Regions from separate parts of the Anas platyrhynchos genome. Here region 2 is linked to region 1. A link is a contact called in public Hi-C data. All regions are on one chromosome and are shown on one strand. Each heading gives the region's core, a stretch centred on a gene start, on an enhancer-like site or on the middle of the called end of the contact. The rest is flanking DNA. Distances are from core to core; before and after follow the strand shown.

The links. Hi-C and Micro-C count contacts between places; a contact is called where the count stands out from the background.
Region 2: a Hi-C map of liver shows a contact between it and region 1, with 3 times the contacts expected there. The contact joins the enhancer-like site here to the promoter of USP25 in region 1. A contact is called at or near these places in 2 of 8 Hi-C or Micro-C datasets (liver and skeletal muscle).

The regions. Positions count from the first base shown.
Region 1 is chr1:103,764,312-103,770,938 of IASCAAS_PekinDuck_T2T, reverse strand. USP25 (ubiquitin specific peptidase 25) reads right to left here and starts at 3,727. Exons shown (of 26, transcript XM_027449278.3): 1 at 3,220-3,727. The coding sequence starts at 3,264.
Region 2 is chr1:103,813,791-103,820,417 of IASCAAS_PekinDuck_T2T, reverse strand. USP25 (ubiquitin specific peptidase 25) reads right to left here. Exons shown (of 26, transcript XM_027449278.3): 6 at 828-914. Among named protein-coding and RNA genes, the nearest start is that of USP25, 50 kb to the right of the region's middle. Within about 2 kb of position 2,512, at least 1 of the 8 cell types and tissues checked has an H3K27ac peak or open chromatin away from gene starts, as enhancers often do.

The sequences.
Region 1 (6,627 bases), core at 2,478-4,977:
AGCAGGTGTAGCTCCTATATTCCAGCCCTGCACGGCTAGCTTGCCTGCCACACAAACAGCCTGAACACGGGCAGCCTGCCCAGGGGGAGACACGTAATCCGGCCCCATTTCATGGCCCAGGGCGCCCTTCTCAGACGCAGGAGGACGCCTGTGTCTCGGCCCCAAGTGCGATGGGCTCTGGACATGCGACGAGCGCAGCAGCCCAGCAGCCTACAGCCCCATGAGTCCGTCAGCAGCCCCAAACTCAGATGACAAGAACACCAAGGTTGTAAGGTTGTATGTCTCCCGGTAAGGTTACCACCTACCAAGGTGAGAACGCAGCATGACTACCACATGCTTCCCACGAGCACCAAATGCTGGGGGGGCATTTGTGAGATCTGTGAAATTTCTGTGAGATCGCCTCCTGCCACTGAGAACTGCAGAGCCATCGCTGCCTCAACTGTGGGAGACGTGCGGCTGTGTCACCCTCTGCACGAACAGCTATCGCCGCATTAAGAAGCCAGTGACTATGCTTTCAGGAAAGAAAAGCTGCCACTGCCATATTACTAACAGTCTTTCAATAAGCACATCAAATATACAGGTTATGCAAAGCAGAAAGGCACCTGCCAGCTAACAGAGTTTTCTCTGTAATACCCCCTCCCCCCCCAAAAAAAAAAGACCAAAGAAGAGAGAAAGTGAACAGTGTTAGACTTTGCTTAATGCCATGCGTTATTTCTAGTGCTAAATATCCTCAAAGGCTTGTGCTTCTTTAAAAAAAAAAAAAGCTGAGCTGATACACCTAACTTTATTCCACTACTCCTGTGATTAGACTGCCAATATAGTGCTGAATCACAGGTCTGAAATAACAGTGGGTGTGGGAAACGAAAGGACAGAGAGAACAGGCCTGGAATCCACGCACCAGCCAGCACTCAGTCTTCCTCCTAAGGCACTGGCACTCGATAACACACATTGCTCAGGGGCCTGCTACCATTCACCCCAGTTTCTGCAGTCTGTTGTTACGAGCTGGCTGTCACAGTGATTACGAGTTCGGGCTGAAACACGTATGACCTCTCCACACTGCTTTCTTCCAGTTACTAGAAAGTCACCTTCCCCCCGCCCTCTGTCTAAAGGGCACGGACTTGGCAAAGGGGCACAGCAAGGGCGTCAGCCTGTAACTGCGCTCAAGCACCCTGGGCTCAACAGAAAGGTTACCGATAGCCTACAAGTCCCCTACAACATTACAGAACCGCACAAGAGTCAGAGCAATGAGAGCATCGTGACTAACTTGCTTCAGGAGATAAATGGCTAGCTTTAACGAGGAGTCAAGATGACCACTAAACATAAAAGAAAGAATGTCTTTTGAACTGGTCCGGATTCTTTAACTACGAACTGAAGATAGCTTCAGCGGGAGGGGGGCTGTTTGTAGTTAGAGCACTTACTAACAAAAATCTGCTTCGCCCAGTGCTGTTGAAGCTTGACACATACTTCCTGTATGACAGAAAGACAACATCTGATGAACAATGTTGGGAACCACAGCTCTGAATAAGGTATGCTGGTGACTCAGACATCTCTTAGAAATCCAATATATTTCTGTTTGCGTGTGGTTTCTTCACGCTAACAGAAAACAATCATGACAAACTTTGAGGTCTGCAGAACAAACTCTCTTTATTTGTAGAGCATGGGATTTTCTTCTTTTGAGGGAAGAAGATGAGCTAGTGGCATGGCAATCTCTCCAACCATGCCTCAGTCCACTGTGCTTTCAAGATCTTTTTTAATGAAAATAAGCTGAACAACGTCGAAGTTTGTCAGCTAGTTAGCTATTTGTTAGCCTCACTATGCAACATGACACTTACTTTGGAGTCTAATAGCATTTTTTGTAAAACGTTCTCAAGGTTGTTTCCCCCTCCTCCAGCATGCAATTAAGGATAAAGTAGATAATAAGAAGTTTCAGATAATAAAACAATCAGATGATTCAGTGGAAACAAATCCCTAGCACGAAAGAAGTTTGCCATGCTATACAATTTCTGGGGGTACTTAGAGAAGTAATCATCGTGCACGGAGAAATTTCAATGTTGGAAGTCTCAAACTGACTTCAGTTCTTTGCTCCGGTACGGATTACCAGGTGACCTGTAAGATTCAATCCCCAACCGCTCCGTAAACTCAGTCTTGAAACTGAAGTACTCCTGAACTACTGACCTACAAGCAATGGTTTAACTGCAAACTGTGGCATTTCTTCTTCAGCACTGCTGACAGACCGTCCAAGCCTTGACAAGCGCCCAGCAAGTATTATGTAACAGAAAATCTGATACAATAATTAGGAGATATTTAAGTAAACCATCAACAACGCTTTGAAAAAAAGATCTGGTTACTCAGGAGAGCGGCTGGACCAACACCAGCAAAAAGCAAAGTGCTTAAACACAGAAGATACAGCACGGGCCCTTGCAGCAGAAGCCTGCCACGTGCGTCTGTCAGCGCACATCAGTCGAAATCAGGACTGACTAAGGACTGAAATTGCCTGATTTTGACGAGGAGACAAAACTCGGTCCTTCAGCCCTTGCTGTCCCACAAAACCAGCGCTTCGCCGGGTGCCAGCAGCTGCCTGTCCCTCCCAGCGGGCTTCCCGAGCCGCCCTGCCCGCTCACACCTGCACCGCCGCTGCTCCGCTGACCCAGGGCTCTCGGGCCGCTGCCATTAAACTTCCTCACCGCCCGTGCCTGTGCAAACACCTCCACCATCGCCTGAAAACATCACGTGCCGCCAAAAATGCGTGCATACAGGGAAGAGGGGGCACCGCCGTGCCGCAGCCAGGACAGCAGCACACACCTTCGGGGACAGGGAAAGCGGCGGCGCGGTTAAAGCCCCGGCTTCCCCTGCCCGGGCGGAGGGGAGCTGCCGAAGGTGTCCATTTTCGAGCAGGCTCTGGCTGCTCACCAGCTCCCGGCCCGGGCAGCGGCCGGCGCAGCGCAGCGCAGCGCAGCCCCCCTTGGGCCCCGCTGGCCCGGCCGGGCCCCGCACGCCCGCAGCCCCCCAGCCCCCCCCCGCAGCCCCCCGGCTGCCCGCGGCGCGGGCCTCGCGCCCTTCCCTCCCTTCGCCCTTGGCCCGGGGAGCGGGGGGAGAAGTTCCCCGAGGCCGGCGCAGGCCCGGGCGGGCAGGGCAGGGCAGGGCAGGGCGGCCGGCTCCGAGCCGGGCCGGGCTGTACCGAGCCGAGCCGAGCCGAGCCGGGCCGAGCCGTGCTCTCACCTTGGCGGCTGGGCCGGGCTGCAGCACGTTCTGCTCCACCGTCATGGCCCCCGCGCGGCTCCCGGCTGCGCAGCGGGCTCGGCGGGAGGCGGCTGGGCCGGGCCCGGGCTGGGCGAGCGGAGCCGGAGGAGGCGGCGGGGCGGGAGGAGGGGCGGGAGGGGGAGCCCGAGTCAGCGCCAGGCGGGCGGGCCGCCGAGCCGGGCGGCCGCCATGGGGCAGCGCCGATCCGCTCAGGCCCCGCTGTCGCTCCCCGCGGCCCCGCCGCCGCACGGCGTTGCCGGGAGCGCCGCCGGCTCCGCCCTCGGCACGGCGCCGCCCCGAGCACCTGCCCCGGCGCCCGGGCACCCCTCGCCCGCCGCCGCCGCCGCCCTCCTCCCTCCTCCTTCCTCCCCGGCCGGTGCCTAGCGGGCAGGGGCGGCGGCGCTGCCCGCACCGCCCGCCTCCATCTTGGCGGCGGCGGCGCCCAGCCCCCGGGGGCCGGCGGGGCAGCCGGAGGGGCGCCCGGGGGGACACCCGGGGCCGGGGGAGGCGGCGGCTGCTGCCCGGGGGGCTCCCGGGGGGCTCCCGGGGGGCTGCAGAGCCCCGGGGCGGCCCCGCTGCCGGCGCTTCCCCGGCAGGCCGCCGAGTGCGCCTGATGGGGGTGGGGGGGTGTTAATGACCCGCTCCGCCGCCAGTAAGGCGGGGAAGGGGTCGGGTCCTTCAGAACGGCGTTATGAAGGGGTGGGTGATGGATTTTCTGTTCCTGTTCTCCCCCCAGCCTGTGCAGCCGAGGAAGGAGCAAGACGAGAGTTTCGGGCATCCTCGCAGCCACGGAGAGCCCGTCCTGGAGAGCTGGGGCCGCCCGGACCCGCTGCCCCCCCCTGACGCCGTGGGATGGGGACCGGGCGGGGCTGGGGCTGCCCCCGCCGCTTCCCCGCCGGCCGGGCCCTGCTGCTGCGGCAGGGACGGGCCCTCGGGCCTGCTCCACAGCCACCGGCAGGGCTGTGGAATAGCTGCAAAGTCAGCCTGCTGCCCACCTCCCAAAAAAAAGGTCTCACAAATCTCTGCAGCACCTGGGTTGCTGTGTGCTCAAGATGCACTTGAATTGAACCAGGGTAACGGGAAGGACCCACCCCAGGTGCTGGATCGCCTGTAGGTTGTATGGTAGCCGTGTGCCAGGTGGGTTTCCCAAGCAGGGAAGCCTGTTCTGTAGGAACAGCTCCGGGGAGCAGCATGCTGCTGCTAAACACTGCGTAACTCAAACTCTAGACCTGCAAGCCTGATGCAATGAAATGAATTGTGTCTACTCGCAATTCAACACGCAGAGCCTTTTACGACTCAGTAATTCAACTCCTCCCCCCAAGTGAAGTGAGATTACCAGGTAATAACTTCACTGCAAGGTCTTGGTCTTCAAGAAAAACACCAGTTTTTGCACAACTCAGGACAACCTGCAAACACTGCCTTAATTCACTGTAGCTTCAGAGCAGGAGATGTTGCAATTTGATCAATATTTGCTCTTCTAAGGTTTGGTGCTCATAGATTGTATCGGTTTTAATGGTTTTGCCTTTTATGCTGCAATATACAATGTATTTTTTAAAATTGATGTTCCCAAATAGTTTATTGTGCAAAAAGGCAAGATACTATGAAGATAATATAATGAGATCAGGAATGGGTTGCAAATTACTTTTCGGGGAATAGCCAGAAATTCTCTCTCCTTAGACTGAGAGCTACGTGTGAGATTGCTAACAGCAGGAGTTTATCACTTTCTTTTTTTTTTTTAAAAAAAAAAAAAAAAATTTATTGCACTGCTGTGCTAGAGTGCTAGACCAATTTCTCTGTCCTTTTCCAAAATAGTCATGCTTTTTCTTATGCTCTTTTCCAGCTTCTTGTACACTGTGGTTTTGGGGTATGCTACACGACTCATGTTCAGATAGTTTTCACCAAAGGTATTGCTTATATTCTTTGAAAATATTTGCTTCAATGTAGCATTAAAAATAAAATTTATCTTGAAATAATGCACGTGTCTTTCTGAGTTTTATTTAACTGAATGGAAAGGGCTTCCCCAACAGATAAAATGGGTCCAAAAGGAAAGTGTTGAAAAGAAATTTTACTTTTTGTCCAGTTTACCTCAAACCAGGATAGAATGACAAAGTATGAATTTCCATTAAATTCCTTCCCTTTTCTCTACACACACCCTGAGTTCAAAAATAGACAAAACAACCAACAACAAAGCTAACACTTTTAAGGGCTCCTTCCTGCTCCACTTCCTTTATGAAGAAGAAGAAGAAAAAAAAAAAAAAAAAAAAAAAAAAGAAAAAACACAGCTGAGCAATATACTTCTGAGACAGGGATTTGAAATGCTGACACAATTTGAGCTATAGTCATGCAAGGTATGGTTCTGTAGTACATAGAGTGTTGCTGGAAAGCAGGTGGAGTTGAGATTCATGCTCTGTTCGCAGCACAAGTTCTGTATCACGAGTATATTCAGCACAAAATTGCCTTTTATACTTTATCAGAAAACAGTAACAATTTTGTCAGGGCCACTGTTTAGAAAGAGCTCTTGACTTGACATTAGTACTCCTTAGTATCTATAATATAGTAAGGAGTTATTATTTTCATTATAAATTAAATAAGAAGGTATCTTGGTTTCTAGGGATCCAGTCCTTAATTCCTTTTCTGCCTTCAGATCCCATTGGAACCCAGATTCATGTGGTGCGTGCAGCAAAGAATTCAGCATGACAACTTGAGGTCCACAAGCTGTCACACTTGCGGTGTTGCTGCACAGTAAAAACCATGCAGGAGGCTTGTTCATTTTTTTTTATTTATGTAATTTCATCTAATCTCTGACATCACGGTACCCATAACGTGTTGTTTCTGAGGTGTGCCACCTTAACAAGGAGCCCACAGTCTTAAAATTCTGAGCTCCTATTGCTAGTCTGCAGCAATCATTTAGCTGTCACACTTCAGAGCTGCAAGCATTTTCTTGCTACTCTTATTGATGACGCTAGCACACAGAAAGAGAAGTGATCGTAAAGGGAAGTTTTTGCTTCACAGAAAAATGAAGGCTGCGTGATCACATTTGCTTATGAATCTCAAGAGATTAAATGTATTTGTTCTTTTTTTATCCCTTCCTCTTCCTTATACTGATGGTTACAAGCAGGGCAGTGTACCTTAATGCACCTTTAATATCTTAAATAGTATAAGCCATAGCTATATATGGCTTTTACTTCCAGGATATTACTATCCTGGAAGTTCATCACATCTCCACCTAGTTTCTCTTCATCTTTTACAGGGTACACAGTGGTTAAACATTTGGCAAACACGTTGTACAGTCTCTCAGTGTAGTCCTCACATCCAGCTGCCTGCTCCCCTCCGCAAGGCTGCCCCCATTTACACGCCCTCTCCACCAGCCCCGTGGAGAGCAATCCA
Region 2 (6,627 bases), core at 1,263-3,762, 51 kb before region 1:
TTGCTCTGTTTACCTGAAAAAACAGGACATGAAGTGTTTTCACATTTCATACAGCTACTTCCTCTTTCCATTTCTTTAACTATTTTATAGCACAGAATTCAGTGTACTCCTATGCATTTTCCTCAGAGAGCATCTACTGAAGGAAGAAAACTTGGCCTGTTTTGTCTGTCAGTCCATGCCCATTCTTCCACATTAGCCTGAGGTTACAAAAAACCTGAGCCAACTCCTCTGTTCCACAACCCCATATTAATACCAGAATGAGCATGAGAAAATTTATGCTTACAATCACTTTGCTAAATGGCCAGAAGAGATTAGCTAATAATCAAAAGCTTAATCTCAGATCATGAGTTGCAAATAATAAACATCCCCAAAAAGCAATGAGGGGGCCAGGTCAGCACTAACAATGCTGCCAAAAAACCTATACAGATCAAACACATGCAGACTAACCAAAAAGTATGCCCACAGCTGCACAGTGTGAAGGGTGCAGAATAAAACATGCTTCTTCATACAAACTACTGCCACGTTAAAAATGCTCACCCACTAGCATCAGTGCTGCCACAGCTGTTGCACAAGGCTCAGAGTAGCCCTTCCACTGAATCTGGTCTATGCAGTTGTTTGCTGAGCAGTCTACAGGGCAGGATGTTAAGAGAGGTACTCTACTACAAAGCCAAAGTATTTTATGTAAGATCCATAATAAGAAGCTCAGAGCGATATTAATTGGCACCTGTAACATCTGTGCTAATTTGAACTAGAGAGCAGTGCAAAAATCAATTACAATAGAGAAATGCCGTTATTAACCACTAGGGGAAGTCAGCTTCTAATTTTACCTTTTGGTTTCGAGGCAAGTCTTGAGCATTTGCAGGAGGATTGAAATTCAAAACTAGTCTTCGAAACTCCAGTAGATTAAATAATGACTGAAAAGAAACAAATAAAGTGTTAAAGCACTTCTGAAAACCCTAAAAAATTATTCCAAAGTGTGCCAATAAATTAAATGTTAAACATATAGCTTCTAAAATGAAACTTTACCATTATATATTGTTTTACTTAAACTTCGCTAAATATATTTTCAACATTACACAATTACTTTACTGAAAAAGCATAATTAAAAAAAACTTTATAGTTAAATGAAAAAATAAGTTTATATGATAGGTAAAATAAATTACTTTTTTCAGTGCATTTTATTAACTGTATAGCTGTTAATTTTCAAATCAAAATAAAAGCTTCTTTGACTATGTAAAATTAGTCTTGTAGCCCCTCTATCGTCTACCGCCTCAATGCAGAGAGGCTATATCTTTGTACATGCAACTTAAATCCACTTGCAATCTGTACTTATTCCATTCTTTCCATTCCTCCAGGATTTGAATACTGCATGTTAGAGTAAGGAAACCAGGTTACACAACTTAGCAAATAAGGAACTGCTGTTATTCTAATTTTATGTACAACAGGACAAGAAAAAGGGCACACCTGAGAAGAACACCACAGAACACAGAGCCTGGAGCCAAGACAGTACAAGAAAAAGACAACTGATTGCAAAAATAGAAGTCCAAAGCAGTGGCTTAGGACTGAAGTCCAAAGCACTGATGTAACTGCATTGTTGCTTTTCTGTATAGGCATGAACTGCTTCGGTTAAAGTTGAAGATGTAGTGCTTCTTAAAGGTAAGTTAGGCTTAATTCTATCACTTCATTACCACAGATCAGCATCTGGATGAAGAAAGGGTTTAACATATTTTAAACACGCTCAGAGAAGCACAGGAGAGGTTTACCCTCTAATTCATCCAATTTGGTTTTACAGCCTGTACTTTTTTTTTTTTCCCTGATCACATATTAGCTATTTATTTTTGAAAGGCAGAGTTTGCCTACTCCGGCAGTAGACTTTGATCCCACAATTTGTTCTACACAGGTAAAGACTTAAGTCACAGACCACAATGGACTTAACAGGATTTCAACTCCATAATGCCAAGAAAGTGAAACTCAAATTGTGAAGAGGCGGTGGGTTTATTCTAAGAATTTTAAACACATTGGATGGAAAAAAAAAGATGAGTTTGTGAGAATTTGCTCTCCTCATGAAAGACCCTTTTCCGAGTTTGACCTCTTCCCATATACCGGAGTGTACACCATCTCCAGCAAAATCAGGCGGCTATCAAAGTTGTATTTCCTAACACTTTTAGATTTAAGAAGACAAAAACACCAACGAGAAAAGTCCTTTCTCACATTGCTAAATCAATATAATCAAGTAGGCAAGCTTTTTTTTCCCCAGCTGTTTTGATGGTCAGAATACAGGTTTCCCTTTTATCCTTCCTTGCAGAGAAGAAAAATTAAAACACCGAGTCCTTTGTTTACTTACTCAAACCATAGAAAATGTTAATATTTAATTCAAGTGTCATTCTAGAAGTTCGTACTAATTGAAGTTATGTCTCATGATGTAACAACATTCCACTGATGGGCTCTTCATCAAGCGAAACATAGCAATGCCTTACACACAAAATAAACCAGCTGTTGAAATATAATGTCCAAAGACTGACTTCTCTCCATGACTAATCCAAGTGCTATCAAAGTGCCAAGCAGCTGAGCTGGCCAATTTCATAACACATCCAAATTTAGTACAGAAAATTGTAATAAACTTTATGATTTTGCCTGGCATTTGAGTAAGTATTAGCTCTTTATTTCCCACCTTATTTCTGATTTTCTTCTTTTAAAATTATTTTCTCTTATTTTTTTCTAAATCCATTTGAATCCTTTTAAGTACCTGTACAGATATTCCAACTCATTGTTAAAATGTTAAATAACACCCCATTTTAACAACTGCAGTCAGAACATTTGCTTGACCAAGCAAAGGCTGACCATGTCAAAGATCCCCAGCTTATAAGAAACCTCTGATTCTCAGTGAACTTTTAAAGATGACAGACAGCAGCCTTGCTAGGACTTGACCCTCTTCTCTCAACTCCACTGGATGGAGCTCAGTGGGTCCCATAGACTATTTAATATGGGCCCAATTGCCTCCAGTAACCACTGACTCAATCCTCACCCACAGCTCAGAGCTAGACCCAGGTCCTTCTGTGGCTTTTTATTACCAGTATAGGAACAAAAGCTCTTCTTATTACCATAGGCATCCTCTGCAAGCATTAACCCCAGGTGAGTTTTCACTTTTCACTTCCTAACACCATCCTTCCATGCCTGGGCAGTGTTTCCAAACTCCTCCTCAGTAGTCTACCTCTGCTTCCACTTCCTGCACAATGCTTGTCCTCTCAGCTCATTAAGCTGACAGCAAATGATTAATTTTTACTGTTTTATTTTCCTATTAGCTTAACACCTGCTTACCAAGTGGACAGATTAACACCACTGCTAGGAAAGGGAATCACAATAGTAGTAAGTGATATCAATTCAAATTACCATGAAAATGAACAGATTATCAGAATGCCTTTCTGCTACTGCTTCAGTTAGGGACAGAACGAGAGCATAACAGAAAATGAGGATAAACAAGCAAACAAAAAAAAGATACATTGTCAGTTTAGGGAGTTCAAAATAACAATGCTGAATGACAATAGACTTTTTGAGGCTTTCCCCCAGAACAGTTGGTAATATAGATATTTTCTGTCATGCTAGAGAGAACTATTTAGAGGTGTAGCTTCAAGAATGTAAGATATCAAAAATGTTCAATTTTCCAAGTAATGTCTACCTTAGTTACATAGACAGACACCAGTTTCAGAATATAAGTAGCCTTGGTTTCACTTTAAACATCCTGCCTAACCCTTTGCGCCTCTTAGTATCTAGGATTATCAAAACAAAATTAGTTTGGCTGAATAAAGTAATAATTCTTAATATTCAAGTACTGTGATGCTGCATTAACACTGTAAGAATGTAAATTAGTCATCACATTAAATCCATAAAAGCTTAGCATGCAACTCAGATCATTACGAGCTGCCAACAGAGTCCCAAAATAGTAAAGGTACTGACATCAACCATACTTGGAGAGTAGGAAACAGTACTTTTACATCTAGATGAAAGATAACCTATCAAGCTGTTGCATATAGCTTTGGACAGGCACTCTTTGATGGATTCTTGAAGATCTGTAAGCACAGAGCACTAAAAACAGCTGTTTCAGCAACAGATGTAAAAAGAAATAGACTAGCAATTTCGTATGTTTCCACTGTCCAGGTCAAAGAAGCAAATATTTTTGAGCCCTAGCTGGTGATTTTTTAATATTGATTACCTTTCTAAAGTTTACAAGAACACAATCTTGTAATACAACAAACACAGCCATCTTTCTATTCAATTTGCAAAGATTAAACTCAGAAGGAAGGAAGGGCTTTCAGATTGTTCTATGAAGCTTGTATTAAAGCAATCCAGGCTACTAATTCTAAAACAGGCTATAAGATGCCAAAAACATTTCTCATTTCACAGAAAATGATGATGATGTTTAAGTAGAACGAATACATTTGACTAATGTTGTAATGGCTGTAGAAAAATGAAACTTCCTAAGGTGATAAGCAAGAAAAATCCTGGTTATTAAAGCTTAGCCAACAAAAATAGGCCATACCTATAGGCAGGCAGCTGGAACACTGGCTTTTGTGAAACGTGGTCAGCATTGAGGTTTGTCTTAACACAACCACAAGAAAAAGCTGTGCAATTTCCATTCCTGGGGCATGCTACTTTCACCAGAATGAACTGATTTAAAAATGAATAAGAATGCCACCAATAGTGTATGTGTACATAACAATAGCATTGTGTCTGCAGCAAATACTAGCAAGAAAATTTGTCTCAATTAGTGCCAAGGCATAAGATTTAACAGGAGAAAATTATAAACTTGAATTTTGGCAAAGAAAATTTAGCAAGGATTTAATTTGGTTAGAAACCAAAATTGAAAGGTATCTTGTTAGTACAGCTTAAAAAGCAATTATTAGGCAGGGGGGAAGAGAAGCACACGTTTCTGCAGAGCTCTTAAATGAATCCCTTCAGGTATTGGCATGTAGCCGAAACATGATCTTGTGCAAGTCAAAAGCTTATATATGCATTAACACCCCAAAACAGCTATTTGCCGAGATGACATTTAGCCACCGTGGGCCCTTTGTGCATTTCCGATTTTATATTCATTCAGAGTTTAAAGCCACAAAGCAGAGACCGTATCTACCTTCAGTCTGTATAGCAAACATAGAGCAATCTTAAAGAATTAATACATTACTGTTCTGAAAATAAAGAGTATAAATAGAATTCTGCCTATGTCATTAAATATATTATTTGGAAGAGTCTGCCTCTGCTAACATGACAAATTTATGTTCTTACTTCATTCACTTCATAAACAACTCTGGTGTATACAGAGCTACTGTTAGTGGGGCAGATTGGCCATTTTTAGGGTTAATTTTTCATTCATGCCAATAATATAAATCAAAGAAAAAGCAGAACCCTATATGCTAACCTGCACATATGAGCATATACTCTTGTCAGTAGCATTACTAACTTCAAGTTTTTTAACCAGTAAGGATAAAGTGCTAAGGGTTCCAAAAAAAAAGTACTCCTGCTACACTAATGATTATTGGTGTCTTAACACTCTCACAAACTGTGGATTGAATATTGCTCAATATTGCAAGAACACATTCAATTTCACCAGCAAATAACTTCACTTCTCTCCAAATTTCAAGTCTTTTGGATTCTATACCACTAACTCGGAAAAATTGCTTCCCACTCGTCTCTAAGGCCTTCCCCACCTTTTCTATTCAACGATGTACTTTACCTTGTGGTTTGTGTTCTTGAACCTACTCTTTTGACTACAGGAGTTCACGAAGCAGCTTGTATGTTACCACTGCACCAACTTACGCACTGCTGCTTTCCATCCCTGTAACTTACTCTGGGGCTGCTTGCTGCTCCACTTGTGTGTGTCTTACTCACGGTAAGTGGTAAATCCTGTTTATCAGAACAGAGACTAATGACAGGCATTAAATGTGCTCATCAGACCTATATTTAAGCCAATACATACATCACATGGCAGTAAAACACAGACAAGAATCCTTCCTATAATCCTTAAACTAAAATGAATTTGAGTGCTATACTTACTTGCTTTTGCATATAAATTAAACACATTTTATTACAGTGTAGAAAATAATTAATGTTAAAAAAATACTGAAAATTTTAAATATATTTTCCTCCTGAGTACATAATGGCCCTGTGTGTGTATTGCCTTCCACCTTTTAAAGAAAAAGACCATGATAAAACGAGGAAGTTATCCAGAGCATCATTGTGATATTGCTTTTTTTCATTCACTGAGAACTTGGCACAATCAAAAGCTTTCCTAAAAATCCTCACATTCTTTAAAAACCTGCACATAGTGACAAAGAACAAAAGAAAGAAGAAAGGAGCTTAAAAGCTAGGACTTTAGCAAGTTCGTGTTCCTATACTTGTGAAATTATAGGTATGAGAGTTTTTTCTCTATCCTTCTTGGAAGCAAAACTCCTACAGACAGATATGACACTACCTCGTGGTTGAATTTGTGCAGAACAACTCCACATGTACAGTGGAGTCCAGAAAACATTTAGTGTTTTCAAAGTCACAGAGAGATTCAATCACAGATCTTAAAAGCTTTGGAAAGCATCTCACAAAGCACATTCTTACTCATAAACAATCAACAATTCAGCA